Regions from separate parts of the Mus musculus genome. Here region 1 is linked to region 2. Evidence: chromatin contacts called from public ChIA-PET data. All regions are on one chromosome and are shown on one strand. Each heading gives the region's core, a stretch centred on a gene start, on an enhancer-like site or on the middle of the called end of the contact. The rest is flanking DNA. Distances are from core to core; before and after follow the strand shown. Region 1 holds the start of Dip2a (disco interacting protein 2 homolog A). Region 2 overlaps Dip2a (disco interacting protein 2 homolog A).

The links. ChIA-PET counts read pairs in DNA pulled down with a chosen protein or histone mark.
Region 1: an RNA polymerase II ChIA-PET map of memory CD8 T cells shows a contact between it and region 2, with 62 read pairs. The contact joins the promoter of Dip2a here to the enhancer-like site in region 2. A contact is called at or near these places in 4 of 39 promoter capture datasets (the 3T3-L1 cell line, 3T3-L1-derived adipocytes, HPC-7-derived erythroid cells and 1 more), 2 of 484 Hi-C or Micro-C datasets (nephron progenitors and pancreatic cancer cells), 4 of 115 datasets of contacts at active chromatin or transcription factors (effector CD8 T cells, embryonic stem cells and memory CD8 T cells) and 3 of 9 other capture datasets (adipose tissue, liver and pancreatic islet).

Annotation. Positions count from the first base shown.
Region 1 is chr10:76,343,090-76,347,440 of GRCm38.p6, reverse strand. It overlaps Dip2a (disco interacting protein 2 homolog A), which reads left to right and starts at 2,150. Exons shown (of 38, transcript NM_001081419.2): 1 at 2,150-2,334. The coding sequence starts at 2,244. Gm40699 (a long non-coding RNA gene) reads right to left here and starts at 2,146. Exons shown (of 2, transcript XR_871838.2): 1 at 1,867-2,146; 2 at 184-673.
Region 2 is chr10:76,269,822-76,274,243 of GRCm38.p6, reverse strand. It overlaps Dip2a (disco interacting protein 2 homolog A), which reads left to right. Exons shown (of 38, transcript NM_001081419.2): 30 at 1-95; 31 at 1,041-1,209; 32 at 1,541-1,711; 33 at 3,787-3,848; 34 at 4,083-4,140. Among named protein-coding and RNA genes, the nearest start is that of S100b, 18 kb to the right of the region's middle. Within about 2 kb of position 2,778, at least 26 of the 459 cell types and tissues checked have an H3K27ac peak or open chromatin away from gene starts, as enhancers often do. A contact at or near this core is called in effector CD8 T cells and memory CD8 T cells, where this site is marked.

The DNA of each region.
Region 1 (4,351 bases), core at 901-3,400, 74 kb before region 2:
ATAAACCCGAGGAGGGTAATTAGCCATGTGTAGATAAAGAATAGTCTATACAGGATAATTGAGTACGAGCCAGTTGGGGAACAAGCCTAGCTTAAGGACTTGCATTAATTCATAATAAGTCCCCAGGTCATTATTAGGGAATTGTGGCAACCATAGAGAAGACCCAATGGTTACAGAGAGTTGTTTCATTTACACATTTTACTGTTTGGAGTTACTTGGGATCTTCCTTCCTGGCCTAATTATACCGCTGCAGGTGACTTTTTTTTTTTTTTTTTCATGCAATTTCATAGGGTTTGGCTCTTGATCGACTGTAGTTTGCCATTAGCTGACCACTGTTTCTTACTAAGAAGTTCCATTTTACCTGCTAGGTATTTTGTTTCACTGGGTCAACATGCAGGGTTTATACCCCTGTTCAGCTTGTTGAGCTGTGGAGAAAGACAGAAGGATCCAACGCTCCCTAGAGCCAGTGGCTAAATGCTTAAAAAATAGATAAATGGGGGACTGGAGAGACAGTTCACCAGTTAAGAGTGCTTGTTGCTTTTGAAGAAACTTCTGGGTTTTTTTGTAGTATGAAGTATGGTGGCTAAGGGCAGTCTTACAGTTGAAGGACATCTGGCGCCCTCTCTGGAATTCTTTGGTACTGCATGCATGTGGTGCACAGGTACACACTTGCCTGCAAAACACCCACACATAAAATAAACCTTAACAAATGTTAAATGCTCTAAAGTGTTGTTAAATGCTGCTTAAAACGTTTTGTGTTGAATTTTTAAGTCTTTATTGTAAACACTTTTTTGTTCCGACGTCAATAAATAAAAATTCAGCTCTTTGAAGGACAAGGACATCATTCCCTTCCTGATTCCTGGCAGCCTAGAGTGAGGGACTGTCAGCTAAGCAGCTCCTTCCCCAGCAACCTGCTGGAATGCCTTCAAGTCTGGCTGTTTTCCGTACTTTACAGTCAATGTGAAAATACTCCAGCAGCAAGCTAATCTACTACAATTGAATCCAGGAGACCTGGTCCAGGAAACCTTGCTCTGGCCACACCCACTCCAGACAGTGCACCCGCCTCGAAAGGCGAAGCCCAGATGCTTTTTTTTTTCTCGACCAGTAAACTTTCGGCAGCTATTATTCATTCAAGAGGACAGGGAACACTTCCTTAGAAGAAACCATTGATCAGAGAAACGTGAGAAGTGTTGACCAGCTTTCATGCAAAGCTTGTGACTGCTTCCTATATAAACCTGTGACCTGCGGAAATAAATAGTCCCTCGTTTGCATACCACACCTCCTGCCTGTATAACCAGATTAGTCAGCTCAAATCAGATGTTTTAAAATCAGTTGGGGACACCTTCCTATGCTGTTCCTTGTGGATGTAATATTAGGCTCACTGAAAGCCTCCAAAATGGTCTTTTTTGTTGCCTACCTGGGATTTTTAATATATGTAGACAGTGGCAAGAGGGTGGCTAATGAGTAGTAGAAATAAAATTGTGTGTGTGTGCGTGTGTGTGTGTGTATATATATGTATGTAAGTATGTATGTATGTATGTATATACATGTTTATACGTATATGTGTATATATACCGCCACTCTGAGAATAGCTCCTTCAAAAATCCCACTAAGGTTTCCAACATGTCAGATCTATGCTTCCATGCCCCAAGGACATCTCAAGGACTGAGACACTGCCAGAGCTCCTTCTTGGTCAATGTCAGAGTGCTTCCAGGGTTATTGTGAAAGGGAATAAGCAAACACACTTTAAGGGCGGCAGAAAACCCGCCAGAGTTAGCTGATACCATAGCAGGAACGCGGACAGAATTAAGCGTGCCAGCAGGGCTCCTGAGGAAGAAGAAGGTGGGGATCCCGGAGGAGGGTCACCTGGGCGACATTGAAGTCCGTTCGGTGGGGTCGCACGTCTCCCGAGGCGCCTCTGTCCAGCTCTCCCGCCCGCCGCTCCTCTCGCACCCCGAAGCGGAGTAAAGCTCCGGGCTGCTCCGGCGTGTCTTATTGGCCAATGGAACCGAGCCTTTAAAGTTGCTGGGCGGGGCCGGCCCGGCGTACCCGCGCAAGCGTTGCCCCGCCCCTCAGCCGCGCACGCGCGTCCCCAGCGCGCTCCCGGAGCCGGAGCCAGCCGCGCTCGCGCCCGTGCCCGCGCCCCTGCGAAGCAGCCCCGGCCGCGCCCCGCCCGCTGCCGGCTGCGGGCGGCCGCTGCGGGTCTGCAGGCCCCGGTTGGGGGAACGCCTGAGCCACCGGCCATGGCCGACCGCGGATGCCCTCTGGAGGCGGCGCCGCTGCCCGCCGAGGTGCTCGAGAGCCTGGCGGAGCTGGAGCTGGAGCTGTCCGAAGGTGAGCCGCGGGTTCCCCCCACCCCCCACCCCGCCAGGGACCCTCGCCCGAGACCCCGCCCAGGGACCTCCGGGAGCGTCACCCCCGGAACCTGCGGGTACCCTCATACGGGATCCCCGCCGGCCTCTCCTCGGCATCCCTGTCTGGGCCGCTCGCCGGAGAGCCCGCCAGCTTCTGCAGACTGGCGGGTGCCCGGCCTCCGAAGGACACCGGGAGGGACTGGCTTGGGAGGTGGGCCTAGGCGCACTCTTGCTGCCCGACCGTCAAGGCCACGGTCCAGGTCCGGGCTTCCAGCGTGTGCCCTGCAGCCTGTCGGCCAGCAGGAAGCCCGGGATGCAGAAGCCGAGCCCCACCCCTGGAACCTCAGACTGCCTCGTGAGCCTCAGTTTCCTCATCTAGAAAACGAAGCAAAAGTACACTTGCGCCTTGTGGATTATGAGGCTGAAGTGCATTAACCTATAAACATGTAAAACGTGTTTAACACTTAAAAGGTTTATTCCTTTACGGAATTTTGATACAATTACACTGGGGGAGGAGGTGGGGGACAGGCAAGGGTCACGGTGCCTGCGTGGGGAGGTCAGAGGTCAGCTTGCACGGAGCTGGGAGCTGGTGCTCTCCTTCCACCTTGTGAGTTCTGGGAATGAACTCAGGTTGTCAGATTAGAGGGCAAGTGCTCGCCGGGCCAACCCGACAGCCCTCTCTAGGTGAGGATTTTTAAAAAGTTAAAAAGTCAAATAAGTGGTTGTTAGAAACAGACTAGGGAAATAATAGAACTCCAGAGATGGGAGTGGCGCCCTCAATTTGGACGCCTGGGAAAAGAGTTCTGTTCTCCATAAACTGACCTCCAACCCTGGTGGAAAAGCATCTGTGCTTGTTAACTCTGCTTTTGAGACTTAAATGCAATTAGAACTTGTTAGAATCCATCACCCCCCCACCCCACCCCATTTAGATTGTTAAGCTTTGCTGTGGTAGGTTTAGTGAGTTTTTGAGAATTCTCTTTTTCTTTTTAAATATATGCATTTCCCCTGCATGTTTGTCTGTATATCTTATGCGTGCCTGGTGTTCCCTGGAGGCCAGAATTGGGTCCTAGATTCATGTTGGTGCTGTGACTTGAACCCAGGTCTTCTGGAAGAACGGCCAGTGCGCTTAACCACTGAGCCATCTCTCCAGCTCCGTTTTGAAAATCCTTGATTCTCTTTGGAGGCGTGGTTGGGAATGATTCTGAGAAAAAAGGTCTATTGTACTGGATTTGATATGACTCCCCAGGGGAAATCGCATAGTTGTAGTTTGGCTTTTGCATATCAAATATGTTGTTGCAGATTGCTCCTCATTACGGCTCCAGAATATCGGTTATTTCAGTTCCGTAGGGTTATATAGCTTTTAATGCTCGCTACGAGTTTACAGTTAATTAAATTATTTCCTCAAAGCAAAAACTTCATAACTTGTGGCAGGACTGAAGTATGTCAGCGATAGAAGTAGCTCTTAAGTTAATCAAATCTACTTATACTGATACTGTTTTAGACATACATGGGGTTTATGTAAGGAAAGGGTATAAGGTGTGTGCCATGGTGAGGATCTGAAAAAACAGCTTACGTGGAGGAAGGGGGCAGACAGTTCAGAGTTAATAGCAGGAGACTGCAGAGTGCGCTGGCAACCCCAGAGTCAGAGTCAGTAACCATAGTTTCTTGCCCTCTGCTAGACTGGCACATTTCATTTTGCCACATAGGTTAAATGATTACATTGGCAGAGTTGCCCTTGGCCCTGCTCTCAGAGAACTTTCACACCTTAACACTGGACCCTAGAGCTTGGGATTATTGTGATGTGTAGCTGTCCCTGTTGGGCTCGGAGATGCCTAGTGATACAGACTGTGTTTCAGGCAGACCTTTGGAGAACTCACATAGAGGCTGGCATCTCGTAAGTGTCACCTGGCAAGCCACTGATTTATAACATGTCTGAACTTGGGCTTGGCCAGCCATAAAAGGAGGTGAACGTTTTACTGACATTTCAAGGTCTTTGT
Region 2 (4,422 bases), core at 1,529-4,028:
ATAAAGCTTCAGTGTGAGCTGTACCCCTCACGGCAGATCGCCATCTGCCTGGACCCTTACTGTGGCCTCGGGTTTGCACTGTGGTGTCTGTGCAGGTGAGTTAGGGTTAGGGTTAGGGTACCTGGGGCCTGGGTGGCTTGTGTGGTTCCTCAGAATTTAAGACTCTTCTATGGCTTTCTGAGTAGCAAGGAGGACTAGAAGTATGGGCGGGGGGGGGGGGTCTGTTTGGGGATTAGGTGGTTAGAATCTGGGTTTTAATTTAATAAAAGAATAAAAATTGCCAGGCATGGTAAGACATGCCTTTAATCACAGCACTTGAGATTCAGAGGACCTCTGAGTTTGAGGCCAGCCAGGCCTATGTACTGAGATGAAACCTTGTTAAGAAAGAAAGAGAGAGAGAGAGAGAGAGAGAGAGAGAGAGAGAGAGAGAGAGACAGAAAGAGAAAGAAAGAAAGAAAGTAAGAGAGAGAGAGAGGGAGAGAGAAAGAGAGGGAGAGAGAAAGAAAGGATAAGAGGGAGGGAGGGGAGGATGGGAAGGGAGGGAGGGAGGGAGGGGAAGGGAGAGAGAAGGGGACGCAACAAGGTAAAGACATCTACTTTGCTATGGAATCCACATGAAAATAAAAGGACTCTATGAAGTTGTCTCCTGACTGCCACATGCACACACACACACACACACACACACACACTGCACATGCATGTGCACATGTGCACATAATAATAAAAAGGAAAAGAAAAATATTTTCCAATAAATACAAACACTATCCGTTATTAGTGGTTGGGAAGAACCTTGTGGTTCTTTCTAATGCTAAGATGCTTCCTCTGTAATTAAGAGACCTCTTCCATACATAGTCCCCAAGGATGCTCCTGAAGGTGTGGGTGGAGGCCGGCACCCCGCCCACAGTGTCTTTCTGCTAACTCCCAGTGGCCCTCTGAACACCCCGGTGCCTGTTTTGGCCAGAGAAACAGTCTGTGTCAGGAAGGAGCCGGTGTGTGCAGCTTGTGCCCGTGCCCCTTTCCAATCGCCTCTCTCCCCACAGCGTCTACTCTGGGCACCAGTCAGTGCTCGTTCCCCCACTGGAGCTGGAGAGCAACGTGTCCCTCTGGCTGTCTGCCGTCAGCCAGTACAAGGCCCGAGTTACCTTCTGTTCCTACTCAGTGATGGAAATGTGCACCAAGGGCCTGGGTGCTCAGACAGGCGCCCTTAGGGTAAGTGCAAAGCGAGCCTGTACAGCCGCGGGTTCTTCCAAGCCTATGCGTCTCTGTCAAGCGCTGGACCCTAATCAGAAAGGAGGGTATCTAAGGGGGCAGGGCAGGGGTGGCCATAAATGTAAGGGCACTTATTCAGCAGTGCTTCTGTGTTTAGGATTCCCCAGATGATTGCAGAACTGGAGGAAGCAGTTTGTGTTCAAACCTGCCTTCATGTACTCAGATCTACAGCTAGACCTCATGGGCATCCCACAGATGCCCTTCCCTTAGACAGTCAGCGCTGAGGGCCCCAGATGTGTGTGCTGTGGAACAACTTCTTGCTCTTCTGCAGATGAAGGGGGTGAACCTGTCGTGTGTGCGCACATGCATGGTAGTGGCTGAGGAGCGGCCCCGGATCTCGTTAACACAGTCATTCTCCAAGCTGTTCAAAGACCTGGGCCTCCCTGCTCGTGCTGTGAGCACCACCTTTGGGTGCAGGGTCAATGTAGCTATCTGCCTCCAGGTAAGTTGGCTGTACCCAAGGTCACCTGCACCTATACCAGAGAGTAACGCCTTTGTAGACTGGTAGGAGTCACTCACCAGTTAGCCACTAGGTAGCTCTACCTCTTGCTCCACCTTGGAGCTGTGGGTGTTACCTTCCCACATAGCCATTCAGCCTTGATGACTACGAGGGCTTTGTTTAGAAAGATGTTCTGTTCGTTCTGATGAACAGAATATTTAGATAGGAAGGAAGTTTGGTTTTGAGCAGTGGCTATTGTACCTATGAGCATCTCTAAGTTAACCGTCATAGGCAGCTAACTTTTAAAAGCAAGATTGAACGTGCTTTTTAAAGAAATCGATAGTAATCTGTGGGTGGTGGCTCACACCTTTAAACCTAGCACTCAGGAGGCAAAGGCAGGTGGATCTCTGTCTGAGCCCAGCCGTGTTTACATAGCAAGTTCCCTAATCAGGAAGATAATTTGTATGGGATACAAATATTTTAGAACTGATGTGAGCATCACAGGCTCTTTTAGTAGTTGTCCTTGTTTTCTGGTTTTTATAGTAGTCTCTACTTCGCTTCTTTCTCAGCATAGCTTAAATGTTGATCAGATAGCTGACATAGCAAATGCCGAAAACAGCACAAAGTGCCCTTTCTGGGATCCCAGAGCAGTGCTTGGCATGTACCCTGTCTTCTTGGTGGCTTCATGTGCAGGACAGGTCTTGGATCCAGAATCTATACCTGTCTCAAAGGTGTCAGTCATCCTGTGTCCCCTTAGCCTCAAAAAGGCTCTGTACTGTTTTAAGTCTCCGATGACTGAGTAGCCAGGAGAGATTAGAGGGTACTATACTAGGTTGATGTTCCCACTGTGCCTGATAGGCCAAGTTGGTGACTGAGTTAAGAGAGACCTGATTCTAACTCTGAAAATGTCCCACCTCCATACATGGAAGGGCATCACCTTGTGTCAGGATGTGAGTGCCGTGTGCAACGGCAGAACTCTAACGACTGTAATGACAGGTCTGTGTTTGCTCTTTAAGATACAGTGATGCCTTCTTCTCTCGCGTGTTTCTCATGTGGCCTGTGGCCTTCTGTTTGTTTCCTGTGCTATTTCCTCCCTGTCTCCCTCTGCTGGCCGCCCTGGCCTCTGTCAGCCCAACAGGCTGGGAAAACTAGCTGAGCAGGTAGGACCTTTCCCTAGCCCTCAACCTTGCTAGTGTCTCCATGTCTGTCCTCCCCGTTCCAGCACCCCACCCCGACCCCTGCTTCTATGAGTCCATGTGCTCTTCTGGTGGATTCCAGAATACATGTTTCTCTTGCTGTCTTAGTTTATTCACAATGAGAATTATTTGACTTTACAAAAGCTCCTTTGTAACCAAATGTAAAGTTTTTCAGAGGTTGGAGAGAGGTTATACTGTCTAGAATCTTCAGAGAATGCTGTTGATCAGGGTATCCATTAAGTTTGATGTCCCTTGTCAATAAAACAGCAATACCAGGCCAGTGAGATGGTTCGCAGGTGAAGGAGATTGCTGTTGAGCCTGACCCGATGCCACTCACTGGGACCCACATAGCAGAGGAAAAGAGCTCTAGGCATGTGGGTGTGCACGCAAACACAGCTAAACATGTGTAATCATAATAAACTCTGCTGAGTGACACACTAGTACATGCTGCCCACACAGGGTGACGCTCGAGTTGTCTGGCTCAGCTGAGTGTCTGTAGGGCTCAGTCCTCAGTGGACTTAGTGAGATGCCAGGCCCTGGCTTGACGCTGGGTGGAAGTGTCCCAGTCAGCACTGTTGTGTCAGGGCAGCAGAGGCCAGCAGGCACAGAAACTTACAGAGCTGACATAAAAATTCTAGGATTGATGTTTCATTCACTGATAGTTTTGCTCAGGATCATCTGGCCAAGTAGATGTTTGGATGGACAGCATCAACTCTGCCTAGGGTGGGGACCATGAGCCCTTGTGCAGACTGAATGCAAGACACACAGCTCCTTTTCTGGGTGTCACAGATGGCCTGGGAGCAGCTGCCACACAGCCACGCTTGTGAAACTGAGCAGAGCATGAGAATTCTGAAAGAAGGTCCTCTATTGTTTTCCCTCCAGGGCACAACAGGCCCAGACCCCACGACCGTCTACGTGGACATGCGGGCACTGCGCCATGACAGGTACTGTTCCCGCCCTGTCTGCATGGTTCTCCCATCCTCTGACTAAGGGCTACAAGCTGGGTTTGCCTAAACTGTATCTCCAGCATCCTGTGTGGTAATGGTGCTAGCCAGGGCAGGGGCACTTAGACCCAGGAAATGACATTGTGGGCTCACTTGAACACGTGTGGTTTGCCTCTTTAGAAATTACTACGGAGTAAATTTTATTCTGAACTTTTCTCTTTGTCCATTTTTTAGAGTTCGTCTGGTGGAACGGGGTTCTCCGCATAGTCTACCATTGATGGAGTCTGGAAAGGTAGAAGTTGGACTGCTATAACCTGTGGTGTGGACAGTGCTGGGGTGCACACTCCTAGTGAATATGTGGGGACTGGGCTGGGCCACTGAAGCCTAGAGTTGTGAGATTAGGTCTTTGAATACTCAGAGCATAGAGCCCGGAGCTGTAGAACCCAAATATAGAAGCGAGAAGAGACTGCCTCTTTACAGACACTGCCAAGGGGTGGGGTGGGTAGGCTATGGATGAATCAACGGCCCTCACACTTGCAGTCACAAAGGGCAGCTCTGATCCCAGACTGAAGAT